6 separate regions of the Mus musculus genome follow, and regions 1, 3, 4, 5 and 6 are each linked to region 2. A link is a contact called in public Hi-C, HiChIP or PLAC-seq, Micro-C and capture Hi-C data. All regions are on one chromosome and are shown on one strand. The core of a region is the stretch at or near the end of the contact, and the rest is flanking DNA. Distances in the headings are between cores, read along the strand shown. Region 1 overlaps Ubp1 (upstream binding protein 1). Region 2 holds the start of Crtap (cartilage associated protein). Region 3 holds the start of Cmtm7 (CKLF-like MARVEL transmembrane domain containing 7). Region 4 holds the start of Susd5 (sushi domain containing 5). Region 5 holds the start of Fbxl2 (F-box and leucine-rich repeat protein 2). Region 6 holds the start of Cmtm6 (CKLF-like MARVEL transmembrane domain containing 6).

Region 1 (4,665 bases), core at 1,266-3,765, 420 kb before region 2:
AGATAACATTTTGCTTAATGATAAACTGGAAAGACAGTTAAGAGATGATTCAGCACACATTCTCTCAGTTTCTCACAAAATTATAGTATACTGTTGTGAACAGAAGTCAACACTAATAACGTGGATGTATAGATCTGTCACTGCGCAGTGAATCTAGCTCTATGCATCTACCACTGCAGTTAAGATATGCATACATGTAGGGTGTCTGTCTACACAGGTACCGACTGTCTTGCTGTCTCATAGTAAGGTCATTCTTCCCCACACACACCGCTTTGCCACACACACTGAACTGCCCTGCCTCTGACTAGTCACTCTGAGAATGTTCAACAAATAAAGTCCTATAGTATGTGACCCTTTGAATCTGGCCTTTTCTTCCTTGGCCTTATGAGCTCAGGTCCCATAAGGCTGACCTGTGTCCTGTAGCTTGAACCTTTCCACATAGAGCAATGATCTCAGTTGTGTGGCCTTGCTCAGCTATGTGTGTCGTAGACAGCCTGCTCTTTTTTCTGCACAGGAAACTAAGAGAATGTTTTGGTGGGACTTTAGGTGTCAAGCAGCATTGCCTTGGGGCATACAGGAGAGAGCATTCGGGAAGCAGGGGCAGTCCTTGTACTTTTGCCCATAGTACATTTGCTAATGAGTCCTAACCAATCATTCTGAGAGCGCTGGCCACAGAGATGTGGCCGCTAGCATTCTTTTTTCTTGTGTATGGAGCCATTGAAACAGTTTAAAAGGACAGACATATCTGTGCACATGCCCAGAGGAAAGCCTGGTTTTACAAACAGTGATGTTTTTATTATGTCATTTATTATATTGTTTGTACACTGGGTACTTATTCCTCATGTAGCTCTTGAACTCTAAAATTAAAATTCCTTGTAGAAATAATTTGCTTGCTGGCATCCACCTTTTTATATGATTAAATAAAGCCTTTCATGTGTGAAAACCTAGAAATTAGATGAAGTTTGTGAGCCCTTATATAGGGCAAGTGCATGAAGAGCAGACATAGAACAGCCTTTAATATCTGGGACTTGCATGTTACTGCATGTTCTGTGGAGCTGTAAGACTCTCCTTGTACGCATTGATCACAGGGCTTGGCATTCTGCACTTTCCTTAACCTGGGGCCTTCCTCTCAAGGGTTCCTGCTGAGCCGCTCTCTGGCACATCACCTGAGCTGCAGCACCAAAGAGAATGGCAGGAGACAGTGAGGACAGTGAGGTCTCTTAGGTGGTCATCACAGTTCAGAGCTGGGATTCACTATCACCAGCTGGGATATATCTCTTCATGAGTTACAGATGTCACAACTAGGATCCCTGCTTCAGAGCTGTGTGACCCTAATAGACAGAGAACCTCTTTCTCTGCTATTTCTTTCCAAGAGTGACTCCATACAGGCTCACGTCTCATGGGAGTTAGGCCTCTCTGGTTTTTATTTATTTATAAGCTAGGACTCTGTCAAGCCCTTTCATTTGAGCCTCTGAAACAAAGCGAGCAAGTGAAGCAACGCCGTTATCTTCTGCATATGGGAGTAGATGTTTAATATATGAAGTCATATATTAAGGTCTGGAAGGTCTTGACTGATATTAAAAGAGTAAAAAGATTTTGTATACATCTCCAAATATAGTAAGTATTGAGTACATGAAAGACTTTCTCTGACTACCCCAATTTCACTGGTGCCCAGTGCTTGTTCAGTCTTGTATCCACTTCTCCCTTATATACACTGCCCTTTTTGATGCTTTTAAGGCAAATCCTAGACACCAAGTACTTAGGGAAGCAATCTGAAGGAACAGGGTGATCTTCTACTAAGCTCTCCTGTTAGAACGGGCTGTGGGGATGGAACTTTATAGTGTCTAACTTGTATTGCACACAGTGCTGTAATGAAACCCGCTCTCCACTTTGCTTCTCACTCACTGGTGACTTTGGGCAAAGTTCACCAAATGTCAATATTCCATTTATGTTTTTAAAAAGGAAAAAAAGCAGCACCAGGGCGTTAGGGAGATTCAGAAACAGGGTTACCCACAGCCCAGCGACAAGGAAAGAAAGGCAGATAAGGAATAAGGAGTCTTGTATTGGGAGCAGACGGGCCTCCTGGCCATGGCCACTGACTTATCAGCTTCTGGCACCTTGTTACCACAGCATGTGGTTTCTGTGTTAATCGTGGCTGTGTGTACTCCAGGATACCTGTTGCTGCGCAGACGGACAGACCTGTGCAGTGACACTGTGAAGCAGCAGCTCTGTCCATTCCTGTCTTGCTTATTTGAGGATCTCTGCTATTTTCCAGGTGCCGACTTATTAAAGCTGACAAAGGAGGATTTAGTTCAGATTTGTGGTGCAGCCGATGGAATTCGGCTCTATAATTCCCTGAAGTCAAGGTAAAATACCACAGACTATTTTGCGTGAGCTGAAAGTGGACTTTTCTCTGCGTGGGGGCTTTGGTGGGCAGAATGTGTTTCCACGCTAGGTTGGCGTGTGCCTGTGTGCGCCACCAAGCATCGGCAGCATTGTGCTCACGAGAAGACTGTTTTGTGTACACCTTCAGGGCAGGCACTGATGAGGGCAGAGGTAGACTAAGACTGGTAGCAATGCACATGGGCAGGACTGATTTCTTGAAGACGACTGGGTTTGTTGCCAAGAAAACAAAACTTCTAATTTAGGTGAGCTCTACAGAATCTATGGTTTTCAAGGTCATGATTATTGTTAAGCAGTTATTAAATGTGAACTTGTAACTGTCAATTAGAATGCTAGAACTGTGACTGTGCTGGCTTTGAGACCCACTGCTGCCATTACTGTCTCTAGACTTGTGTGCTGAGACTTGAGTAAACTCCAGCCTTACTGATTTCAAATTGCTTAATCAATCTTAAAACTTAAATTTACCAGCATCTGACAGACCATCTCAATGGTTTAGAGTCTGGACCTGTGATAGTTGGTGTGAGGTGTGTGGTTTTTAATATTTTTATTAGAAAATTATTTTGCATAATGAAATAACACTGTAAAGTTCTCACCAGGAAAACTAGACCGTAGATTCCTGTAGTTGTTGATTGTACCTGCTGGGGCAGCTTACCCTCACAGTCTCATTGATGGCATCTTCTGATTACAGGTCGGTTAGGCCCCGCTTAACCATCTATGTCTGCCAGGAGCAGCCGAGTAGCACCGCGCTGCAAGGGCAGCCACAAGCTGCAGGCAGTGGAGGTGAAAGTGGCGGTGGGACGCCCTCCGGTGGGTATTGAGGGCGTTTCCTTCCCATACTCCCTCAGACTCTGATGTGAGCGCGGGACTGCCGAGCAAGCACTAGGAGCAGCTGTAGGGTCAAGTCCTGGGGAAAGGAGGAAACTAGAACTTTCTTTGTCCTCGCTATGCATGCTGTAGATCTCTTTTTATGACTTTTATGTAAGACATTCCCAGCAGTCAGAACAATAACTTGCTTGAGGCTTTCTGGATGAATGTCACATTGGTTGCTTGCTGGGGAAAGAGGTTGTTGTTTTGGTTTGGGTTTCTTAGGTCTTTTCCCCCTCCATTTCATTAACTAGATGGGGACTGGGGGGACACAACTCCTGACTATCACACATGAACAAAGACAAGTGGATGTAGCAGTCTTCCTCCACCCTCCTCCTCACCCACCTGGGGTGAGCATCCATTGTGTTCCCTGCAGGCAGGATGGTGGGAGCTGTGTATTTAAGGGTCAGTGTTAGCACAAGCTGTATAGTTTACCTTCTGACTAAGGAGGACTTCTTTGCCTTGCAGATTTATCTCAGTTGGACAGTGTGAAGCACTCTGGCCTCTCCCGTCTCCTTTTCCCTCCCTCCTTTGATTAGAAACATTTTAGGAGTGTGACAGGTTGGGCCCAGGTCTTACTAGGTAGCCTAAGCTGGTCTCGGCACTGCCATTCTCCTAAATGAATTCATCCTCCAAAGCACCGAGGTTACCGGTGTGCAGCAGCACACCTTGCTCTCATTTGTGTGATGGTATCAATGTCCCCTCTCTCACATTCTGAAACAGAATGACGGTGACATTCAGCTTCAGGGAAACATGTATTGTGGCATTCTAAGAGGTAGCTGATAGTAGTAGAGCTCTGAGAAATGCCTCATGGCTTGGATTTCTTTAAATGAATGGAAGAGCAGTGATCACAGCTGTGGCTTTTAAGACTAAGGACATGAGATTCTTCTTTTTTGGGGTTTGTTTTGTTTTGGTTTGTTTGTTTTAAGACAGGGTTTCTCTGTGTAGCCCTGGCTGTCCTGGAACTCACTCTGTAGACCAGGCTGGCCTCGAACTCAGAAATCTACCTGCCTCTGCCCCCCAAGTGCTGGGATTAAGGGTGTTCGACACCACTGCCCAGCAGGTCATGAGATTCTTAAAGGAGCTCTCTGTATCACCGTCATACACATCACTCACATTTTGCCAGGAGTGTAGTATTAGGGCATATGTGTGTTCAGAGATGAGTGTTGTACGGGAGTAGTGGAGACATGGGAGACCTTTATTTTATCCTTAACCATTCAGCTTTAGTGAGCTAAAGACCAGGTAGTAACTCTTTGGACACAGGGGCTTTCCTGCATTGAACTTGTTCACAGCCTGCCCTCTGTGACTTCTTCAGGCTGTGATAAATAGCTTTGACCCTGTTCCTATAAACAGAAAGTTGTGTCATTTTATTAAAAGAACCAGAGGGCAGGAAGGAGT
Region 2 (4,487 bases), core at 1,895-4,394:
GTCGGGATTATCTGCCCACTGGCTTCCCAGACTGCTTAACAAAGAGAAATTCAACTAAGAACCAGCATCCATCTCTCTCTGCTTCCTGACTGGGAATGTGGGGCTGGGGTACAATGTGGCCAGCCACCCCCTGCTCCGGCTGCCTTGACCTGCCCTTGATGACCAACGGTACCTGCAAACTGTGAGCCTTCTTCCTTCCTTTTTTTTTTTAAATCTTTTTATTTATTATATGTAAGTACACTGTAGCTGTCTTCAGACACTCCAGAAGAGAGCATCAGATTTCGTTATGGATGGTTGTGAGCCACCATGTGGTTGCTGGGATTTGAACTCAGGACTTTTGGAAGAGCAGTCGGCGCTCTTAACCACTGAGCCAGCTCACCAGCCCACCTTCTTCCTTCCTTAAGTTAGCTCTGGGCACTGGGTCACAGTAAGGAGAGAAGTAACCAACGCAGGCAGACAGGTGTGATGCACCAGGCTCCCCGAGAGGACGGCAGCCTGAGGCCCCACATTTTGACAGAATCCTGGCACAATCTGGCAGTCAGAAGGGCCTCAACCACTCAGGCATCCAAGGCCCCTGTCAGCCTTCCTGAAGGAGCACTCTAAGACAGGGATGGTGACTAGGTTTAAAGAGAGAGATACACACACACACACACCACACACACACAGAATGAGAAACAGAGACAGACAGACAGACAGACAGACAGACAGACAGACAGAGAGACAAGCATGTAAGCCACATCAAATTCTTGAGAATAAGGTATTAAGAGAGGCGTCAATCTGTCCCTGAATGCCCCTAAACTTGAGCCAAGTCATCTGGATTCAATGGTGGCTTTCATGTGGCAAGGCGGGGAGGCTGGAGAGGGCAGGTGTCAAGGCTGATGCCCGGAGAATGGCAGGAGGTGGCCTCTGGCTGGTTGGACTTGTGAGGAAAACCTGAGCTGGCAGTTGGAGAGAAGGGAAGGCTTTGCAGGCAGCCAATGACCTGAGACTTGATCTAGGCACCGAGGAAGAGCACTGAGGAAGAGGAGGGCCAGCAAGATGGCTCAGTGCATAAAGGTGCTTGCCACCAAGCCGGATGACTAAGATCGACGCCTGGAGCCCACGTGCTAGGAGACAACAGACTCCACAAACTGTCCTCTGACCTTCACTCGTGCACACTGTGTGCCCACTTGTGCACACACATTGATTAAATTAATAAAAGCAAAAAAAAAATTTTTTTTTCTTAACCAGAAAAAGTAGAAATTGGGTTTTGAGAGTTCTCTCTCTGCCTCAGCCCCGTGAAGGCCCAACAAGCTGACACCCTTCTGTCCAGCAACTGGGAATTCAAACCTCCCAGAGCAAGGACTTAGAGGGCAGGGAGCTGCAATTTGTGGCTATTTTTAGCAAGCAATCACAGGCAGAATTTAAGCAGCCAAAGAGAAGAGGCAGTAAATGATCTGTCTTAAATTCTAGATGACAGAGGGAGACAGAGACAGAGAGAGGGAGCAGAGATGAACCTGGGATCTGCACACACTTCCCTGAGCAGAGGAGTTTGCCCCTCAAAGAGCAGGCCGCATTTACAAAGCCCTCCTTCCAGTTCCAAGTACTCTGCTGGGGCCCTGTGGCATATTTGCTACCTCAGCACAGGCTGCAAACAATTTTCACAGGAGCTGGGAGGGGTGGAGCATGCAGGAGGTATGCAGGCAGGAGGATAAAGAATTCACCATCAGCCTCCACTATATAGCAGTTCTGAAGCCAGCCCAGGTTACATGAGGAAAAAAAGAGAGAGTGAGAGAAAATAATTTTTATGCTCAAGATGAAGGAGGAAGGGCGGGATTTGGAGAGCTTTAGCAGAGCTCTGTGGCAGAACCTGGGTGAAGGGGACTGGAGCCATAGCTCAGTGGATAAGGGCACGTCCTGCCCTTGCAGAGGACCCAAAGTTCTCTCTGTTCCCTGTACTCAGGTTACACTGGGTGGCTCACAATCACCTCTAATTTCAGCTCCAAGGGATCTGCTGCCCTCTTCTGGCCTCCATAGGCATCCACACACGTATGACATGGTATACACACAGACACAGGCACACAGATTTCACACAGCACGCACGCACATAAAAATATAAATGAGAAAAAAAAAATCAAAGGATAAAGGAATGATGCTCGAGGTTGAGTGGCAGGGCTGAGCCTTGGGCTTGGTGGGGCTAGACCTAGAGAAGTGGCCCAAGGGAGGCCCAATATGGGATGCTGCTGGTGAGCGCTCACAAGGGAGGGTGGGGCAAGATTGGACCCTGTTCGGTAGGACAAATTTTGAGGGAGGGTGATTGTGCAGAGGGGGATGGTCCTGGACACAGGACAGGAGATGTGATTGGCGGGGCCTGGGTGGGCGAGGCTCAACTGGACTGCAGGCTTGCTGGGGGGATTGGGATAGGGCAGAAGTGGTTTGGGAGCTGGGGTCGGCTAGACCGGATCAGCCGGAAGGGGTTCTGTGGGCGGGGCTCGGGGGCGGCGACCTGGGCTCGACAGAGAGCGGCTCGGTAGAGTGGGCGGGGTTTGGCAGGGCGGGGTTCGGGGTGGGGCGAGTGCCCTTACCTTGAAGTAGGCGAACTGCAGAAACTTGTAGGGCTCGCGCTGCTGAAAGTCCGCCAGCACTGAGCGGCTGGGCTGCGACTGGCGGAAGGCGGGCAGGCCCTGCTTGCAGCGCTTGAGGCACTGCGCGCGGCGCAGCACGCTGCCGAAGAGGCGTAGTTCGGCGTGGCTGGCCGGGCCGGCGGGCGCGGGTGCTGGCGTGGCCGCGCTGCAGTTGCGGTGGCAGAAGGCCTCGCTGTCGCGCAGCAGACGGTGCAGCCGCAGGCTCACCTCCAGGTAGCCCACGCTCTCGGCCCAGTGCTCGCCGCTGTACTGGTCGAGCGCGTGGCGGTAGGCCGACTCGAGCGGCATCAGCTCGTCCCGCGGGAAGCTGCGGAAGCTGTAGCGCTCGTACTGCCCGCGCCCGGGGGTCGGCGCGCACCCGACACACAGCAGCACCAGCAACGCGGCCGTAGGGCTGCGGGGCCCCATCGCGCGTGGCCCACGAACCAGAGCCCCGAGCTGAGGACGCGCGACGCGGCAGGCCTAGGAAGGGAGGCGGGGAAGCGGGCCGTGGCCCGCCCCGTCCGGCAGACCTCCTCGCCGGGGGACCGAGATGGGCGTGCCTGGAGGAGGTGCTCAGCCTTTGCCTCTGAAAGGTGGAGGGGTAGGACCCAAGTGAATTCCAGGCCAGCCTGCGGTGCGTGGAACTCCCATCTTTGACAGGAAAGAAAGTTTATAATCACTTTAAGAATGTATGGGCCGCGCACGCCTAATTTCTGGTTCACCACATCCTGGTTGGGGTGCGTTTTAGTTTTCGACTCGGTCTCCTAGCTGTAGCCCAGATTAGCCTTAAACTCCCACTATAGTTCAAATTTATTTCAAATTTACATCGCTAAGCCTGCCATAAATAATAGGCTGCGGGTTTACAGGCTTCACACTTTGAATAGCAATGCTATTGACCTAAGGTTTTAGAGGATGTTGCATGGATAAAATTAGTAAGAATACCGGTGGCTCCTTGAATATCGTGTGACTTGTCTAGTTGAGGATATATTACGTCTTAGGATGCTGGAGGAATTTACCTGAGCTATATGATGAAGACAGCATTAAGAAAAAAATTCTGAGCTGGGCGTGGTGGCGCACGCCTTTAATCCCAGCACTCGGGAGGCAGAGGCAGGCGGATCTCTGAGTTCGAGGCCAGCCTGGTCTACAGAGTGAGTTCCAGGACAGCCAAGGCTACACAGAGAAACCCTGTCTTGAAAAAAAAAATTCTGTACACTTTGAAATAGTTTACAGCAAAGGTATAGGGATAGAATTCAAAACTATATATATATACATACATACATATACACATACCCTTTTGTAAAATATGTATGTATGTATGTATGTATATATATATATATATATATATATATATATATATATATATATATATACACACACATACATATACACATACCCTTTTGTAAAACTTAGAAGCTGACTGGCTCACCTTTGATCCCAGCACTTTTAGAAGGCAGAAGCAGTGAGTCTCTGAGTTCCGGAGCAGCCTAGGCTACACAATGAGACCTTGTCTAAAACAAACAAACAAAAACAGAAGGTATTTAGAACTTCCGAGATTAGCTGCTAAAGGCACTTGGTACCAAGCCTGATGACCTGAGTTCAATCTCAGGACACTTTGGGAAAACAGAATCGGCTCCTCCACGTCAATGTTTGACCTCCACACCCGTGCTGTGGTACCTGGGTGCGGTTCCCGGTCAGGAGGCCAGGAAAACCAGGTTCTTGGGGAGGTTCCTGTAAAGGATTTATTACAACAAGAATTCCTCATTCCTTTTCAATACTGTATTTACTGTGCTATTCAATAAATGGATGGGCGTTGGGATTAATATTAGATCATATGACTGTAAGATTAGAATTGGAGATATCAGAAATCTGAATAAGGGCTGG
Region 3 (4,475 bases), core at 1,329-3,828, 390 kb after region 2:
AACAAAAAGACACCTCAAAGTCAAGACCAGCGACCAAGGCACTGACTACTGAGGAAGACGGAGCGTGAGGACCCAGCTGCAGGAATTCGGCCTGGAGGAGAGGCGCGCCAAGGTTCCCATGTAGCCCAGGCTGGCCTAGAATTAAGTAGATGAGAATAACTGTGAACCCGAGTCTCCTACCTCTACCACCTGCGTTCTGAGATTAAAGGCAGGATCCACCACCATACCCAATATATAGGTTGCACAACTGGGCACGGGGCTCTTCTGATCCAGCACTCTACCAATGGAGCTACAGCCCCGGCTTTGGCCTTGGCCGTCCTTAGTTTTTAAATTATGTACGTATATCTGTGTGTGAGTGGGTGCATGTGAATGCAGGTGCCAGAGGGAGTCAAAGGCATCAAATCTCCCTGGAGTTATAGAGCCACCTGAAGTGGGTGCTGGGAATTGAACTCGGGACCTCTGGAATGGCAGTACAGAGTCTTAACCACTGAGCCATCTTCCCAACCCCAGCCTTTCTGGTTCTTAAGGTAATATGTTGAAAATTCTCTTGGTCAGAACAAGCTAAAAACACTTCACAGAACCAGAGGTCTGTATGTCACTGAGCCACGGGCAAATTGGGATTGTGACCCCCCCGAAGGGCGCTCACAGCGCATCTGCTTCTGTTTACCCTCAACAGATAAGCAGAGGATTCTGACAGTGGAGATCCCAGTCAGAGTTGCGGGGCAGAGCAGGAGCCAGCCAGGGCCAAGCAGGCAGCCTCACTCCCAGGACTTGGTCATCTTTCTACGGGGTTTTAACTGGAGCATGCAGAGAGGCGGCGGGCCCATGACGTCATGGTTAAAATCCACACTCACTGATTTTGGACAAGCTCTGTATCACTGTCATCCAAAGCACACAGTAAGTATCCCTGCTCCTCAGTCTCACGGACCAGCATTCTCATCGCCATTAATTTTGTGCACCCAAGTCACGGCCCAGCAAGGGCATTCCCTTCCCATCGGCTTCCCTTATGGATCAAGGCAGAGGCCTGATCCAAATCTCTGCCGCGGCCCTCGTCTTCGCATGGGCGTAAGACTGTAAAGTCTCTTTGACTCCAACCATCCTTTAATGATCAAAGAGGTGGCCTCTCGGGCTTTTATTTGGCTGATCAAAGCCCTTAGCCTGGGTCCCACACACCATCCACTCAAATCCAAGACTGCTTAGCACCAGACCTTTTTAGTTCCGTATTAAAACTGCCTGTGTCCCAATCTTGGTCCATTTAGGCACCCTTCTCAGGAGAGGCGGAACGTCTTCCTCCCACCTTTCTACACTCTAGGCATCCAAAATAACGGTTATGGAAGGCACAAAGCTCTGGCCCTGTACCAGCCCCGGGGGGGGGGGGTCGGGGAGGGGGGAGGCTGCTCCAGCTTCGCTGGCAGGTCCCAGCTTCCGGGTCTGTGACCTTGCACTGGGGTCCCTACATCTCTCCGCAGCTTTCTACAAACCACCACTCCCCTCTCCACCCATGATAAGTAGGGAATTCAAACGGCCCAGCCCAGTTTCAAAACACACCACACAAACAGAAAAGGTATTGTAGACGAGACATTTGCACAGAGGTTGAAAAACAAAAACGGGAGGGAAAAAAGAAGGGTGGGTAGAGAGCGAACAGGATCAGGCCTGGTAAACTTCTGGTCGGGCCAGAAGCTTTTGTGCAGCTCTGGTCACAGTAACAGCCGGCTGCTCGCCTTGCCCTGCCTGGCTCCAAGCGAGCACCAGAAGCCCCCTAGCCACAAGCCTGCCTAGTTAACCTAGTTAACTAGTTCTGCCTTCTGAGGCGCCTCGGAAGGCTGACAGGGCGCAGGGGACCTGGCGATGGTCTGAAAGGCGGCGCTTCTCCCGATCCCCAGCAGAGATTCGAAAGTCAAGCCGAGCCCTCTTGTCGCCGAGCTCTACCCTCTCGGGCGGGAGCCCGTGCGCGGCCTGGAGATGGCAGGGGATAGCAGGAGACTCTCCCTCCCCCAGCCCGGGTGCGAGACGTGCGGCCTGGAGAAGAGGAAGGAAGACGAGGAGGAACTCGCACCCCGGGTTTCGGTGGGGAAGTGAGCTGGGCCCGGTAGGGAGGCAGCTGGAGAAGTGAGGGGGCCAGGGATCCTGTCGGCTGTTCCCGGAACTTTCTAGGGGGACACTGGGGCATCAAAGGGGCGCGCGGTGCTCCCAAGGTCCGGGCCAGGTGCAGCCCCGTGTACGGGTCCCCAGGTTCCACTCCACTCTTCTTACCATCTGCGCCACTTTGAACAGGGCGCCGTGGGTGAGCGGGTACACCCGGTCCAGCAGTCCCTCCGAGGGCTGGCCTGGCCCCAGCGCGCCGCCGCTGCTGCACGTGGTCCGGACGAGCCCCGATCCATGAGACATCGCGCGACCCAGCCCGGGCTGGCCGCCTCCGAGGCCCGGGGACCTCTGGCCGGTGAAGCTGGGACGGGACGGGGCGGAGCCTCAGGGGCGGGGCGCACGGCTCCCTCTTCCCAGCTGCGGCCGGACCCGGAGAGGACTCGGGAGCAGATGCCCCGCAAGCCCCTGCCCTCTAGACACGCGGAAGTTGGACTGGCGTGGGCAGGAAACCGGACGCCTGGGGCCCTGGCCTCTCCCAGGAGCGCACCGCCCAGGTCACAGCTGGTGATGAGCCTCCAGGGATTTTTTGTGTGGGTGCGGCTGCTACTAGGTACTGACACGAGTAGGGGGAAATGCCCTGAGCATACCGTGCTGCGCTGTTCATTTCTGCTTCTGTGTGTGTGCACGGGGCACGCACCTGTGCCACCATCACCTACAGCAATAAAAACAGGTCCATCGCCTCAGGACCTTCCTCCCCCACCCTCCCACCATTCTGCTTTCTTTCTTATTATTTTTTTTTGTTGTTGTTATTTTTGCCTTTTTTTCTTTCTTTCTAAAAACATACTCTCTCTTGCCAGAGTTGGGTAGCACTTATTTTTAATTCCAGCACTAGGAAGGCAGAGGCAGGAGGATCTCTGTGAGTTCGAGGTCAACCTAGTCTACATAGTGAGCCCCAGGACAGCCAGGACTACACAGAGAGATCCTGCCTCAAAAACAAACAAAACAAACAAACAAGCCAGGCTCTCAGTGTGTACCACTGGCTAACCTGGAACTCCTGTATAAACCCAGCTAGCCTCAAACTCGCAGGTATTCTCCTTGCCTCTGCTTCCCGGGTGCTGGAATGATACCATACCCAACCGAGGTGACTCTAGGCACTGTCAAAGTCGACAGTTAAAGCTAATCAGGACACCACTCTCAGCATCGCAGTACATCTTTTTAAGTATGTATGTGTGTGTGTGTGTGTGTGTGTGTGTGTGTGTGTGTATACAGAGGCCAGTGGAGGATGTCTAGTGTCCTGCTCTGTCACTCTGTCTACCTTACTCTTCGGTGAAGAGAGATTCGTCTATCTCAGGACATAGAAAATGTCTGATAAAAGCAGCCTAAGAAAAGAGGAGAGATTCTTTTGTCTCATGATGGAATGTTTACTTTTCTTTTCCTGGTCTGTTATTGGACCTGGGGTGAATAGAAGTTTGTTTGTCTCAGTGTTAGAAGTCAAACAACACCAGGTTAGTCCTAATTTATGCTCCCTGCCCACACGCAGGGTTTCTCTGTATATTACTGGCTGTCCTGGAACTCACTCTGGAATCCAGGCTGGCCTCAAACTCAGAGATCTGTCTGCCTCTGCCTCCCCAGTACTGGGGTTAAAAGCGTGTGCCACTACTGCCTAAGACTTTTTTTTTTAAATAGATTCTTTGATTTTTTTTTTAACTTAGTGAATTTATTTTATGTGTATGGGTGTTCTGCCCACATCTAGCTCTGTGCGCCATGTGTGTGCCGGGTGCCTGCAGAAGCCAGAAGAAATTACAAAGCTGGAGTTACAGTTTTAAGTTGCCATGTGCAGGCTGGGAATTGAACTTGGGTTCTCTGGAAGAGCAGCTGGTGCTCTTAATCATTCAATGAGTCATCTCTCCAGTCCAAGGAAGACTTTTTTGTTTTGATAGTCAACAAGATTGAAGCCTCATCAAAAGTTAAAATGGCCAGAGATCAGACTATACATTTTGCTAATATGCTCAGCCAAAATGGTTACCCCTTATAACGCCAAAAACCCCACAGTCTCCTCTTCTCTCATGTATTCTAAGTACCTACCTTTGCATAGGTCCCAGCTTACAGCATCAACCGTATCAGATGTATCAAACCTTCCCTGCCCATGACAGTGTCCTGCTTACAGGTCACTTTTTGTGTACTTGCCTTTGAGACACGGTCTCACTAAGTATCCCTGGCTGTCCTGGAACTCGGTAGGAAGACCAACCTGGCCTTGAACTCACAGAGATCCACATGCCTCTGCCTCCGAGTGCTGGGATTAAAGGTGTGCACCATCTGTATGTTGTTTATTTTAAAGTTGTCAGACTCAAGGCTGTGCAGGCAAGCTTGGCTGTGAGCAATTTTCTACT
Region 4 (4,607 bases), core at 906-3,405, 330 kb before region 2:
CCAGCCCTGTTTGAGACTTCTTGCTGGCCTGTTTTTATGATACATTTTGTAGGCTCAGGTTGCACTTGATATAGCTAAGAGTGACCTTGAACTTCTGACCCTTGAACCTCCTGCCTCAGCATCTGAAGATGCTGGGATTGAAGGCTCACACCCACACCCCACAGATGCCCACATTGAGGTTGAACCTGAGGTTTCACGTATGCTGAGTAAGTGTCCAGTCCTTTGCAACCTACCTTGATCTTCTCCTTGCCAGCTGGTATTCTATTCCACTAGAACATGTCACCATGTGTCACGCTGTTCATCCACTGATGATGCCCAAGCTGCCCCTGATTGGCACAAATGAGGGAAGTATGAGTAGTTCTGAACAAATCTTTCTGTGGATGTCCGTTTTTGTTTCTTCTGTATAGACGCCACAGTGTTTTTCCAGGACAGGAGGCAAGCATACACTCATGGGAGACAGCTGGACAGTTTTCCCCTGTGCTTGCACAAATTATACCTCTAGAACATACCATTTCCTCGGAGGAGGACAGGCCAAGACAGACCTGAGCAAAGATAATGTTTAAAATGCCATCAGGGTTAGGTAGTGAGTTGCAAAATGACTTCTATGATGTTTAGCAGGCACTGCCGTCAGATGGGTCTCCTGGTGTTCTTGCAGGCAACTTTCAGTGTCTCCTCCAGCCCAGACATGTGAGATCTCACCCCTAGGTTGTCTTGACAACTGCTAAACTGAAAGTATCTAGGTAAATTCACTTATACTTACATGGGAATGAGTCTCAGCCCTCACCCCATCAACACCCTCAAATACCTACATTTGAAATGGGAAACTTAACCACCTAAAGGGATTAATTCACGCTGGTTGCTTTGGAGGAGAGCTGCTGTCCTTTTAGTGTAATCTGAAAGTTATGTGAGGGCTAGCAAGATGGTTTGGGTTGTTAAAGGCACACACACACACACACACAATTGAAAGTTGTGTGAAGCCTTGGGCTACGTACGGTAGCACTCACTATCTGTGGGGGTGTTGGTGGGAGGGATGTGAGTGTGAGGTTAACCTGGGCTAAATAGTGAGCTCCAGATTAGCTTTGGCTCATGTAAATAATGTGAGCTGGAAAATGATGTCTGTCTTGTGCCTGATGTGGTTCAAATCCCAGACCATACTGTGAGAAGCCAGTTTCTCCCATAGCTCACTAACTGCAGACAGCTACTCATGGTTTAGCACCAAACTCCTGCTTGCCCTTCAGCATTTGGCTCACCTAAACAGGACTTTTCAAAAGGACAAACTATGGGACTGTTACATCAAACACAGGGGCAGCCATGTTAAGGGCACATGACACCCATTTACTGGCTGCGTACATTAATATGAAGGGGATTTACAAACTGCACAGAACCATTACTGTATTAATCTTAACAATGCTATTATTCTCTATTGATTGAGTAATTGAGTCGAGTCTTGCTGGCCTGGAACTGGTAGCAATTCCCCTGCCTTAGACTCCAGAATGCCAGGATTACAGGGACATTAACCACCAGGCCAGGCAAGAGAGCTGGGGTTATGTGCTCTCCAGTGAGCCGCTGCTGGAGAGGCAGGACCCTGTGAACTGGAAGGGACCTTCTGTCCCAGGTGGGACCAACCTTGGGGCTGATAAGCGTCTTAAGACACTTAAGAGTGCAGCTTCTCAGACCAACCACTCTCCAAACCTGAGAATTCTAAGCGCTCTGGAGGTCACCAAGATCTGAGTGATAATGATGTTTAGGAACTCTGAGGTGATGTAGGAAATGCCTTTGAAGGAAATATTTAAATTAGATGCACTCCCTCTAACCTCTGCCATCCTCCTAGTGTGTTGAGATTATCAGCTATTACCACCACGCCTGGTTCTCTGCGGTGCTGGAGAATAGAACTCAGGCTCCGTGCCTGCCAGGCAAGCCCTCTGCCAACTGAGTCACATCTCAGCCCCAAGATGGCCTTTCCCTAATAGGATGGAGGAGCTCGCTGTCCTGAGGACCGAGGCTAGCAAATCAGCAGCTTCCCTTCTTCATTTAAAAAACCGTTCGTTTAAAGAAGCTTCTGTCTATAAGCCTGCGCCCAGCCAACCCTGCGTGACGACGGTCCTCCCCTCGGGGGTACCCACTGCCCGCCCTCCAGGCCCCGGGTGCAGCCCCTTTTGGCACCACAGCTCCCAGGTGCCCGGCGCGAAGGCGGAGCCGGACGGCAGCCGCCTGGGTGGCGCCACCGAGACCCCCGGGAGTTCGCAGGTCCCAGCGCTCCGGCTGCGACTCCCGTAGCATCCCCGGCCGCGGTACCAGCATCCCCCGGACCTCTCTGGCCGCGCTCAGTCCGCGGACGCCTCCACCATGAGCGCGGGGCCACTATGGCCGGCGCCCGGCAGCCTGCCTGCGCTCTGCGCCGCGCTGCTCCTGCTGGCTCTGCAGCCGCCCCCCGTGCGCGCCGAGGGTGAGTGTCCGCAGCCCGGAGGCCAATCGGGCCGGAGATGTTGCCTGGGACTGGCCACCCTGAGCCCCAGCATCACCGGCCCCGGCCCTTCCCCGCGCTCCCCACCACCTCCTGCCCCCCTTCCCCGGAGAGAGCTCCAGAGTCACGTCTAGGCTGCCCTCGAACTTCCCCTACTGGGACTGATTTATCATCTTCCTCCTTTTCTCATAAGTGGGTGCCCCTCCCCGAGGCTGATGTTAGAAAATCTGCGAGTTGTCCAGGAAGATCTTGTGGGGATCAATGCCCTGGGCCAACAGGGAAGCAGGGTGTCTCGGGTAGAGGACACAGCTCCAGCTGAGGCGCTAGGGGTTTGGGGGGACACAAAACAAACAGCACGGCGGGAGCCGAGCTGCCAGGTAGGGGTGGATGCCTTGGACAGGAGATGGAAAACCAGGCAGCCAGATGATGCTGACCCACTTTGTCTTATTGAACCCGAGCTTAGCTTTAACATTTTAAAACATTTAGTATTTATTCTGTGTTTGTGCTTTACTTTGTTTTTAAAATCCGAATTCAGTTTTAATTTTACAAATTCGGGGAAGGGGTGTTTACATGCATGCTTGCCATCGTATGAGTGTGAAAGTCAGAAGACAACTTGGATTCACTCTTTCCCGGTGCACTACGCGGGTCCCTGGGATGGAATTCTGGTCATCAGGCTTGGCAGCAAGCACCCTTACCACTGAGCCATCTCGCTGGCCCTTGAATTCGGCTTTTGATACTTGCCTGAAACTGGTGGGATTAGAGCCCTGTGTCAATACAATTTCCGTTTGAAAAGCGAATTCAGCTGTGTTTAGACGTCGGAACAAAACCCCTCTGAACGGGAGGATGTGAAGGGAGCCTGCTGTCCTCAGCCTCAGAGCGTTTCTAGAAAGTCCACCCTTAGGACAACCTCGACCAATAGGGGAGAAAAGCCCTACACTGATTTAGGAAGCTTTGCGTAGATTGAAATATCGTTATTTTAATTTGGTAAAGCATAAAAGATGAAGCTGAAGGTCAGGGAAAGTAACCCCTGGTGCATGAGAAAACGGTGAGGGGACACTGTCACTCCACAGACACGACGGGGCCAGGTTTGTATGTGTCGTGCTGGCCCTGGCCATGGCTTTAAGCATTAAGAGAGAACATTTTTTAACTCTAAAGGTTGTTATGACTCCTAATTAGTTACCAATTAATTTAAGTGGCAGTGCTGTAGAAACATCCCACCACTGGGCCATAGCCTTGGCCCCAATTGTTAAAAATCTAAGTAAATAAATAAATAAAGATCGTTTTTAGAAATCTAGATATGCTTCATAAAAATTACCATTTCAAAATGTAGAACTGCGGTTTTTATTTAGTTGAACAATGTTTGCACATCTAATTCTAGAACATTCCATTACTGCCCCATGGAACCCCTTTGCAGTATGTCCATTGGTAATGCTTTGGGATTTCTGGCCTGATGTTGAGTTATGAACATTCAAATGATTTTAAAGAATGCACGTAGAAGGGTTGGGGTTAGTACTTTTGAACAATGTCTACTTTTGTTCCAATTTTAATTTCTTCAACCAGAATCTCTTTCCACGATGTTTTATCGAGTTTCACCACATTATGAACGCTTAAGCGGAATGCCACATGGATGAAGACCAAAGTTTTGTGCCTATCTGGCTTGGGGTGGGGCAGAGAAAAGAGAAGGCAGGATTGTCATCGAGCAAGGAGAGACTGAGGAGCCCAGCACGTGTTTATTCTTACTGGAAACACTTCCTTGTTCCCATCACCCCCACCCCGCCCGCCACGCCTTTCTTGTTTCCATCACCCCCCCACCCCGCCCACCATGCCTTCCTTTTTCCTCTCTCCGATCGACCTATGGAGAATTATGATCACACTTCATTTTAAGGAAACGCCACATACTAAGCCCTCCATTGTATAGCGGAGCCATGGAAGAGTCGTAAAGCATACTGTGAACAGATTCCTCCCTGGGTCCGTGCTTACTGGCCTTCCACACACCCACTTATCTGAGTCTATGCAGGGTGGACAGGGATTGACTGTTTAGCTGAGAATCGTTATTATAGATATTTGAAGAGATTTGGACAAAAAAAACCCCCTCAGTCTCTTAAAAAATTAAAATTTAGGGGCTGGAGAGATGGCTCAGTGG
Region 5 (4,665 bases), core at 439-2,938, 360 kb before region 2:
CAAAACAGCAGCAGCAGCAACAACAACAACAAAACAATACTGTTTCGTTCTGAGCACCAAACAGCACTATATAAAGAAATCATGAGTTCTGTGTCCACAACCAGCAGAGTTCTGGAAGCAAGCCGAGATGCCGGACAAACTCCCAGAGCTGTCCTAGGCAGAACTGCAAACACATCCCCAACCCTGGGAGCGCAGATCCCTTCCCTTTGCCAAAGGGAAGGATACAGAGTCAGGAAGGGCCAGGCACGCCCACTCTGCAGACAGCACCTAAGCCAAAGCTGAGAACTAGACGCAAATCACTCCAGAAGGCTCGGAACCAAAGCATTCCAAACAAGAAAGAAGCCTCTAGCTTCTACTCCACAGCATCTCCACAGGGGAACACAGATGCTCTACAGCACAGCCCACTTGTGTGTGGTGCCTGTAACCACAGTGATGCGGAAGTCATGGGTGAGAGTGAGGACCCCCCAGCCTAGCCAAGTCGGTGAGTCCAGGTTCAGTAAAATACGGTAGACAGGGATGGAGAAAGATGATCATTGACCTCTGAACCTCACACCGTGCCTACACACACACACACCAAGCAAATCCCATCTAATCACTCATGGCAGATACATATTTTTTTCCTTGCATTATTTATATGGAGGACATGCCCTGTACAGAGAGAGGTCAGAGGATAATTTACAGACTCTCTGCTCCCGACACTCATGGGTCAGGGGTAGAAAACTCAGGTCATCAGGATTGGCAACAAGTTCCTTTAACCCCTGAACCATCTCACCGGACCTCTAGATACGTATTTCTTAAAATTAGGCACTTCTCCATTAGCTGACCCTCAAATATCCTATTCCCAGGAAGCGTCACAAACCAGGGAGCCCACTTCTCTTCCAGATGGGGGACTCTCAAGAAATCACGGCGTAACCTTGCCCATTAGAGCCAGCACCCAAGCCAAGTCAATTAAGGCTTCAAACAAGAAGCTAATGGAGGCCAGGTGGCCTGCCCACAGCCTTTCAAGTTTATTGAGCAAAGCTAACGGCTTCTGTAAGGCGTTTACAACGTACTAATGACAGATTCATTAAATCTCTCACTGAAAGTGCAGCACTCAGGAAAAAAAAAAAAGTTCAGCTCAATGCTTTCTATTTTTATAAAAGGGGTGAAAGGGTATCTCTGAAGCCACCCATTAAATCCCGTCGTGCTGGGAGCCCCGTTAGGACGTAGAACTTGAATCAAATGCATGGTTCGGTATTGACATCATTGCATAAAAGCAGCCTGAAGTACGCAGCCTGAAATGTGTGGCTGTGGGTATCTATGTAACCACACCCTCTGGTGGCTTCCCGGGCACGCTCGTGACGAACAGCGTCACCGCGTCGGGGTGGTCCACAGAGTGGAGGTCCCGGGTGTGCAACAGAGAGCACAGCGTCCCGGTGCCCCCTGGCATCCAGGACCTGGGAACCTGGTTTCTCAGGACCGATCTCACCAGCCTTGCCCTGCCCTGCTCTGCCCTGCCCTGACGCGCCCGGCCTCATCCGACCCGGCCCTGCCCTGCCCTGCCCCGCCCAGCAGCCCTAGGCGCTTCTCTGCGTCCTCCCCTAGGCGCCCAGCATCTCCGCTGCCCCGCAGGCGCGGGCCCCAGACTCACCATGGCCGCGAGCGCGCCCACAGCCTGAAGTCACACGGCGCCGGCGACGCCCGTTGTCCTGGTGACGCCAGCCCGACGCCCCGCCCCGGCCTCAAGGTGGGCTCGGAGACCGCTATTGGCCTGCGACTGCCACGTGATCCGTAGGCACGCCCTTCGGCCCGCCCACTTCTCCTTGCCCCACGCAGCTCTGAGGAGGGAGCTGGCTGCCCTGGGGCTCCACACCTAGTCCTTTCCCATCACCACAGCATCAGCATCACCTTGACGCCCTTACAACCGACAGGTGTCCCAGATATGCACTGGCCAGAGCAAAATACCTTTGTGGATTCTCTCTATTAAAATAAACAAACAAACAAGGGGCTGGAGAGATGGCTCAGTGGTGAAAGCTCCTCTAGAGGTCCTGAGTTCAATTCCTAGCAACAGCATGGTGGCTCACAACCATCTGTAACAGGATCTGGTACCCTCTTCTGGTGTGTCTGAAGAGAATGACAGTGTACTCATATACATAAAATAAATAGTTTTTAAAGGAACAAACAACAACAAAACCCTAAATTGTTGGAGCTGGGAATGTGACTTTTAGTTGGCAGCCAATTGCCTCGGGTGCATGAAGCCCTGGGTTCCATCCCCAGTGCCACATAAACCTAGCATGGTGGTGTACACCTGTAACCTCGGCATAGGGAGGTGAAACCTGGAGGACCAGATAGGTCATCCTCAGCGAGCTCGAGGTCAGCCTGGGATATATATGACCTTGTCTTGAAAAACCAAAACCAAAACCAAAACAAATACCAATCACCCAAGATGGCACTCAATTGTTGAGGCCGTTTTAAATGATCAATGAATCCGATCACAGTAAATGCCTGCACCTGAAATGGTCACGGCTGGTATTCTAATCTACTCGCTTGCATGCTTCCAATTAAATACATTCTGAAACATGCATTTATTCTATAAGCTACTTCCTTTGATTAAAAAGTATTATCCTTAAACTGGTGCCAAGTGGCTAAGGTGGAATCCTAAGTACTTGGGAGACAGAGGGCAGCAGGGTCTCTTGAGTCAGGAGTCCAAATCAAGACTGACCAATATAGAGAGACCCCATGTCAAACACATAAACACATTGATATGTGTAGTCTTTGTAGCTCTTTTACTGATGTAGCTTAATAAGCATAGTTTCTAATTTAGTAAATCAGATGGCAATTTGTTGGGTTTTTTAAATGTGGCTGAATAAAATTTGGATACCCTCAGATCCAGTCCATCAACCTGATAGAGAAGAAATATTTAGTATAGGAATGAGGTTCAGCTGGTAGGGCGCTTGCCTAGCTCGCATGCAGGAACCCTGGGTTTGATCTACAACACTGCAGAAACCTTGTATGGTGGTGTCTTAGGGTTTTACTGCCGTGAACAGACACCATGACCAAGGCAACTCTTATAAAGGCAAACATTAGCTGGGGCTAGCTTACAGTTTTAGAGGTTCAGTCCATGATCATCGTGACAAGAAGCAGGGCAGCGTGCAGGCAGGAGCCGAGAGTTCTACATCTTGACCCACAGGCAGCAGAATAAGATCATATCTTCCAGCCTCAAGATCTGAAGCAAAAGTATGTTGTCTTCCTGCCTCAAAATTCGAATCATGGCTGTGATCTTTCCATATCTGGACTGAGTTTCATTCCAGATAGAGTCAGGCTGACAATCAACAGCCATCGCAGATGCTCATGAACAGTAGGCTGGAGGGTCCGAGGTTCAAGGTGATCTATCCTCCTTGCTGCACAGGAAGTCTGAGCCAGTGTAGGCTCCATGAGACCCTGGCTCAAAGCTAACTAACTAGATATAAAAATCACCCTGACATCTCCCCTGCGGTGCCTGACAGACACCACTGGCTTTACATTCCCAAGGTTCTTGCTCCCTGGTCTTTCCAACCTCAGCAAACACTTCTAGTGTTGCCTGGTTGCTCTGATCAAATTGTTCTTGATGCCCTCCCCGCCTTTCCACCCTTTGACCTTGCTTTCCATTAACAAACCTTCTCAAATCTGTCTTTAAAAAAAAAAAAAAATGAGGGTGTGGTGGTGCAAGCCCTTAATCCCAGCATTTGGAAGACAGAGATGGGAGGACCTCTGTGAGCTTGAGGCCAGCCTGGTCTACATAGTGAGTTCCAGGACATAAAGAAACATTGTCTCACAAAAATAAAACAAAAACATGTCCTCAAGGGCAGGGGAGATGGCTTGGACCATCAAGTACTTGTCACACAGGCAGAAGGACTTGAGTTTGGTCCCTAGGACAGGTATTCAAGAGAGAAAAAGGTCAGTCATGGTGGCCTGCAATTGTAACCCCAGTACTGTGAGATCTGAGACAAGAGCTCCCTGGAGCTCGCTGGCTACTTAGTAAGACAGCGTGAGACCTTGTCTCGGAAAACAAGGTGAATGGTACCTGAGGAGCACCCAAAGGTATCCTTTTGTCTTCACATGCGTGCGCACACACGTGTGTGCAGACATACACATGTGGACCCCATACACACACACACACACGCCCATGCACAGACACACACACTATCCATACAACTGCAGATATAGAAAGTGTATATCTATATCTTGAAATCTATTTTCTCATCTTATTCTCTCACTGACACCATCATCTCCTGCCTAAATTTGTCTCTTTGCCCTACGGTTTGAACATCTGTGTCCAAAACTCATGTTCAGACTGAGTACAGAGATGGTGGCCAAGAGGGGCTTCTGTTGCAATGGGAAACAGTTAACACAGAGACTCATGAGTTAATCCAAGTGCTGAGAACAAGTCATTTCTGCTCAGCCCTCCAAGGACCAGGGGCCACTAGGAAGGAAGAGAAGAGAGACTGCAAGACCCAGAAGACAGGGAGAAGCTCTGTGAGACACTCTCTTCGACACATGGCCATTGTCATCACAGACACACAGCAGCTGTGGCTACCTGCACAGAGATGAGAAAGTAGAAGGGGCTACTTGGGAGGAAGAAGGGGATAAGAGAGCAATGTGGGGTGAGTATAACAATACAGCATGTGTGTGTGTGCATGTGCACAC
Region 6 (4,766 bases), core at 302-2,801, 340 kb after region 2:
AATATCTGACACTCTGATTAATCTTTTTGTTAATTGTCCTTTGAAATTTTCATTAATCTGCTAACTGTCCTGCCAGAAAGGATTTTCTGTCTCTGGTTGGCACGGGGCAGTAAACTTAATATCCAGATCTGGTTTTCAGTTGTACTGTAAACATCCAATGATACTGAAAAACAAGAACAGGGAAGACAGCTTAGCTGGTAAAGTGCTGGCTGCCATTGGTGATGTGAGTTCGATTCCTAGAACCCATATAAAAAGACCAATGTAGCCTGTGCTTGTAACGGCGGAGCTGGCAAGGCGGGACGCTGATCTCTGGGTCTTCTTAGCCTTTTAGCCTCACCTATCTAGTAAGCTAGGTTCAGTGAGACACACTGCCCTAAAACAGGGTAGATGGTGCCTGAGGAACATACTCAAGGTTGACTTCTGACCTCCACACTTGCACCCGCGCGAGCCTGCACCTTCATACGCGGGTGCACCCCTCCCGCCCATGAGAAGATGACTATCTGAAAGATGGAAGATAGTGAGACGTGAGAAATAAGTCAAATCTCTGTGGGAGGAGCATGGAGGGGTGCAGCTCAACGGGGGGGGGGGCGGGGGGGCGGGGCGGGGGGAGACGGGGACGGGCGCGGGGGAGGAGGGCGGTTAGCATACAGAAGGACCTCAATGTGATCTCTGGCAGTTTTAAAAAAACAAAACAGGCTGAGGGGAGGAGGAGCACGTGCCTGTAATCTCAGCACTTCAGAGACAGAGGCAGGAGGATTGTCACTAGTTGCAGACTAGTGCTGGCTATGTACATAGTTCTAGGCTAGTCTGGGCACGTGAAACCTTGGTTTTATTTCTTTTATTTTTAAATCAGACCGAAACGAAACTAAAAGACACAGATCAAGTCAGGGCGGAGAGGTGGCTCAGTAGGTAAAGGCGCCAGTTACTAAGCCTGAAAATGAATTCAATTCTCAGGAAGAAATGACTCAGAATAGTTTTCTGACCTCAGCACAACGCTCCTTCTTAGATAGGTGGATGGACGGATGGATAGATAGATCGATAGATAGATAGATTAAAAATATAGATAAAATAGATAGATTAATCAAAGTGTAATTTAAAAAATCCAAAAAACAAAAAAGCTGAAGTCCATCGAAAGCATGAAACTGTCAAGAGTTAGCCGGGCAGTGGTGGCGCAACGCCTTTAATCCCAGCACTTGGGAGGCAGAGGCAGGCAGATTTCTGAGTTCGAGGCCAGCCTGGTCTACAGAGTGAGTTCCAGGATAGCCAGGGCTACACGGAGAAACCCTGTCTCGAAAAACCAAAAATAAATAAATAAATAAAATAAAAACCCAAAAAAAGAAAGAAACTGTCGAGAGTTAACCAGAGAGCAGGAAAGGCAGAGGGGTGTGGCGAACAAGAGGCGCGGCAAACCATGGGGGCGTGGCAAAGGGAGAGAAATTCTATGGGCTGGAGCTCAGCAAGCGAGGGGGCGTGACGAGGCGTGAGGAGGGCGGAGTTGACCGGAAGCGTGGGCGGAGTCCCAGGAAGTGACGCCCCCTACCGCTCGGCCGAGAGTTTAGCTGGGTGAGCGAGTGTTTGCGGGCGATGGAGAACGGAGCGGTCTACAGTCCCACCACCGAGGCGGCCCCGGGCACTGGCAGGGGTGCGCGCAGCGGCCTGGCCGCCTACTTCGTCCTGGGCAGGCTCCCTTGGCATCGGCGCATCCTCAAAGGCTTGCAGCTGGTGAGCCTACGGCGGCGGCCGGGACCTGTGGGCTGAGGGCTGGGGTGGATGCCTCGAGGCTGCCGCTCGCTCGGCCTCCTCGTTCGGGAAGCAGCCGTTTCCACACCCCAGTTCCTTCCCTTCCTACCCGGGAAGGAGGCGTTGCCGTCCACCGCCTACCCGTGGCCCGGCCTCAGCCTCTTAAACCCTTTTTCCCTTCTCTCAGCTAGAATTCTTTCATTATCGCCCAGAATGCTTGTGTTTCAGACAACGTAGTGCTTTCTGTTTATCTTTTCTGGCTTTTGCGGTTTTCCGGGTGCTGGCCCATTAGGGCAATATAACATGTCGGATAGTTTGTGTATGTGTTTAACTTGCACAGTGAGTTTGATCAAGGCAGAGAGAGTCGAAAGGGCATCTTTCTGCTTCATGTGTGCGGGTGAGAGAACCTGAACCTGCTTCTCTTTATTTCCGCCTAGGCGTGAAACTGTAGTCATCTTTGCTATTTAAATTATGATACTCCTGCTGTGTCTCAGCTGCCAATGGGTATTAAGGTTTTTCAAGAAGACACTTTTCGGAAAACCAAATTGTTTAGAATGTTTATGGGTTTTGTTTAGTTTTGTGAGCCATTTATGCTAAAAGTGGCCCACTGCCTTTCTTGGGAAGATTTAAAATTCTCAAAACGCCGATAATCAGAACTTACATTCTTGGAACTCAGTTGACCTACTTTCCTGAAGTAGAAAGCCAGCAGTTAGAAAACTGGCGCTGCTTTTAGGTGCCAGCTTGGGGATGAGAGGAAATCATTCAGAGACAAGTGATAAGTAGATCTGGTCTTGTGTAACCCCCTACATCCTCCTAAGATGTCTGCAGTGGACACCTTTAGGTTCCGCAGGCACCTGGGTTCCCCGTCTTTGCGCATTTGCAGAACCTGTTCCTTTAACCCAGATGGGTGTGGTTTTGCCCCCACCCTTCCACCTCCTTCTTTTCCTTCTCCCTCTCTCCCCTTGTTCCTCTCTTCCTCCCCCTCTCCTTTCCATTCCTTCTCTTCCACTCTTTTTTCACAGGGTCTCAAGTCTCATGTAGTCCAGTTAACTTTAGACTCACTAATGTAGAGGATGACCTTTGAACTCCTGATACTGCTGTCTCCACAGTGCTGGGATTACAGGTGTGCTCCACCGTGCGGTCTATGTGGTGCGGAGAATTGAACCCAGGGCCTTGTGCATGCGAGGCAAGTGCTCTGCCTACTGTGCTATAGCAACAGCTCCAGATTGTGTCTCTTTTGCGCTTCTCTTTTGCCCTTCTCTGCAGTAAACACATGTGTCTAATGGAACCTTTTGAACAGAGAAATTTCTGTTTGCTCCAAGGAAGTCATCTCTATTGGTCTTCTGCATGGGTGTGCAGAACAAAATCTCTTATTTTTAGTTGCTTTTATTTCTTTTTCTAATAAGAAATGCTAAAGCCGGAGTAAAAAATTCTCATTATTATAGTTCAGCAGGCCTTAGCTCTGTGTCTTCAGAATAGGACACAACCCGAAGTTTTGCTGGTGTTTTGCAGTTGAACCATAGAGATGAGTTTGCCTTGAAAAGGTCGTTAGCTGCTCTGTGTGTATTTGCCATCATGGGAATAGAGCAAAGCACTCTGTGAAATCCGTTTGTTATGGGGAACTTGTAATGCTAAAGCATGCTTTCTTTAAATACTTTACTCCCTATACACCCCACCTCCACCCCAGGCTGGCTGTTTTGAAACTCACTCTGTAGGCTAGGCCGGCTTTGAACTCAAGAGTTCTGCCTGCCTCTGCCTCCCAAGTGCTAGGATTAAAGGCTAGTACTACCACCACTGCCCACTTTTTCATTTTTATAGTTGCCGTTTTGTTCCTGCTTTTTCTGTTTTAATACAGTCTTACTTATTAACAATAAAAATATACTACAGGGTTACTAAAGAAAGTCCCAAGAAAGCTATAGATGAGGTCTGTTTGGCCAGGCTGAGGGCTGTAGGCAAGACTTCTCCTAGTCTTTAGTTGATTTAAAGCCTAATAGAATTGCAGAGCTCTGATAAGAAAACAAGGGTGTGGAGACACCAGAATCAGAAGCAGAGGCATAGTGTGTTAACAAGGAACCTTCAAGCCTCGGGAAGTGCATTTGCAGTGTTTGTATGTGATTCGGTTATTCTGGGCCCATGAATCTTATTAGCAGGTTTTCTAAGACTGCAAAGAGAAAAGAAGCCTGTTGTGAAACAATAGACCTGGGAGAGTGGTGGTGGTGGGGCTAGGTCACCTCTAGGTTCTTTCCACCCTTAGATCTCCCAGGCTGCTTGGGACTTGCTCTTACCAAGCTAAATATCAAGGGGCACGTGGTGAGCCTGCAAACCCGGGAGATTCCAATACAAGTGTAAAACTAGTCTTGGAGCAGTGCTGCTGTACCCGTCACGTCTGACCTGCCTCTTGTCAAAGGCTTGTCCGTCTGACATCTATAGTGGAGGCTCACTGTCTCTTATCTTTCCAGAACGGAGCAGTAAATACGTTGAAACAGTGTTGTAAGGAATCGTAAATTTTATGCAACTAGACTTTCGGTTTATTGTGTCTGTAGATTCACCCTTATGTTTCTATTTTATTTTTTTAAATACTTGATGATGGAATTTATATGGGTTTTATTGTTTAAATGAACCAGTGATTTAACGTGATTTCGTATGTGTGGTTGTGTTCATGCTGCGTGTGGATGGACGCCTCAGCTGCCAATTTTTCCCCCTTTGTGCAGTTATCTGGAGATGATCCGACTGGACACTTTGTACTTGGGCTTCCTTTGGCTGTTGAAGGGCATCTGCATTGTTTCTGGTTTGGGGCTGTATGAGTAAAGTCATCTTGAAATTCCTGCGCTGGCTTTTGCTCAAGTGGGTCTTCATTTCTCTGGAGTACCCGACAGTGCTTAGCTTTTGAAGACGCTCCTAGTTTTCCTAGTATTGGTCTGTTGACATTTGTAATCAAAGTGTGGGTGAATGTACTGTGCACCGTGAAATACAACTCTTGGTTTTCATTTTTCTTTTCTTCCCCAAGCTACTCTGTTTCTTGTTTG

What was found. A called contact is a pair of places that touch in the nucleus more often than the background predicts. HiChIP or PLAC-seq counts read pairs in DNA pulled down with a chosen protein or histone mark. Capture Hi-C pulls out chosen DNA fragments and counts their contacts.
Region 1: a contact with region 2 is called in a Micro-C map of the G1E-ER4 cell line, with 3 times the contacts expected there. The contact joins the enhancer-like site here to the promoter of Crtap in region 2. A contact is called at or near these places in 3 of 39 promoter capture datasets (the 3T3-L1 cell line, embryonic stem cells and liver), 25 of 484 Hi-C or Micro-C datasets (the AML12 cell line, B cells, the Ba/F3 cell line and 17 more), 7 of 115 datasets of contacts at active chromatin or transcription factors (bone marrow-derived macrophages, embryonic basal ganglia, embryonic hindbrain and 4 more) and 2 of 9 other capture datasets (embryonic stem cells and liver).
Region 3: a contact with region 2 is called in an H3K27ac HiChIP or PLAC-seq map of extraembryonic endoderm stem cells. The contact joins the promoter of Cmtm7 here to the promoter of Crtap in region 2. A contact is called at or near these places in 1 of 484 Hi-C or Micro-C datasets (embryonic stem cells), 2 of 115 datasets of contacts at active chromatin or transcription factors (extraembryonic endoderm stem cells and memory CD8 T cells) and 1 of 9 other capture datasets (adipose tissue).
Region 4: a capture Hi-C map of macrophages shows a contact between it and region 2, with 2.4 times the contacts expected there. The contact joins the promoter of Susd5 here to the promoter of Crtap in region 2. A contact is called at or near these places in 1 of 484 Hi-C or Micro-C datasets (embryonic stem cells), 2 of 115 datasets of contacts at active chromatin or transcription factors (embryonic stem cells and stem cell-derived neural progenitor cells) and 2 of 9 other capture datasets (embryonic stem cells and macrophages).
Region 5: a Hi-C map of extraembryonic endoderm stem cells shows a contact between it and region 2, with 2.4 times the contacts expected there. The contact joins the promoter of Fbxl2 here to the promoter of Crtap in region 2. A contact is called at or near these places in 2 of 39 promoter capture datasets (hippocampal neurons and stem cell-derived epiblast-like cells), 3 of 484 Hi-C or Micro-C datasets (the Ba/F3 cell line, embryonic stem cells and extraembryonic endoderm stem cells) and 9 of 115 datasets of contacts at active chromatin or transcription factors (astrocytes, embryonic basal ganglia, embryonic forebrain and 4 more).
Region 6: a contact with region 2 is called in a Micro-C map of embryonic stem cells, with 4 times the contacts expected there. The contact joins the promoter of Cmtm6 here to the promoter of Crtap in region 2.

What each region holds. Positions count from the first base shown.
Region 1 is chr9:113,967,051-113,971,715 of GRCm38.p6, forward strand. Ubp1 (upstream binding protein 1) reads left to right here. Exons shown (of 16, transcript NM_001372510.1): 12 at 2,276-2,366; 13 at 3,092-3,210. It also overlaps a transcript of Fbxl2 not described here. Among named protein-coding and RNA genes, the nearest start is that of Ubp1, 38 kb to the left of the region's middle. Within about 2 kb of position 2,516, at least 34 of the 459 cell types and tissues checked have an H3K27ac peak or open chromatin away from gene starts, as enhancers often do. A contact at or near this core is called in the G1E-ER4 cell line, where this site is marked.
Region 2 is chr9:114,387,568-114,392,054 of GRCm38.p6, forward strand. Crtap (cartilage associated protein) reads right to left here and starts at 3,145. Exons shown (of 7, transcript NM_019922.2): 1 at 2,565-3,145. The coding sequence starts at 3,032.
Region 3 is chr9:114,779,415-114,783,889 of GRCm38.p6, forward strand. Cmtm7 (CKLF-like MARVEL transmembrane domain containing 7) reads right to left here and starts at 2,579. Exons shown (of 5, transcript NM_133978.2): 1 at 2,254-2,579. The coding sequence starts at 2,388. It overlaps Gm9888 (a long non-coding RNA gene), which reads left to right. Exons shown (of 3, transcript XR_003948087.1): 2 at 677-897; 3 at 1,884-2,258.
Region 4 is chr9:114,055,199-114,059,805 of GRCm38.p6, forward strand. It overlaps Susd5 (sushi domain containing 5), which reads left to right and starts at 2,156. Exons shown (of 5, transcript NM_001101510.1): 1 at 2,156-2,446. The coding sequence starts at 2,347. It overlaps Gm36883 (a long non-coding RNA gene), which reads right to left and starts at 2,101. Exons shown (of 3, transcript XR_379916.4): 1 at 234-2,101.
Region 5 is chr9:114,025,063-114,029,727 of GRCm38.p6, forward strand. Fbxl2 (F-box and leucine-rich repeat protein 2) reads right to left here and starts at 1,689. Exons shown (of 15, transcript NM_178624.6): 1 at 1,631-1,689. The coding sequence starts at 1,633.
Region 6 is chr9:114,729,652-114,734,417 of GRCm38.p6, forward strand. It overlaps Cmtm6 (CKLF-like MARVEL transmembrane domain containing 6), which reads left to right and starts at 1,552. Exons shown (of 4, transcript NM_026036.3): 1 at 1,552-1,722. The coding sequence starts at 1,585.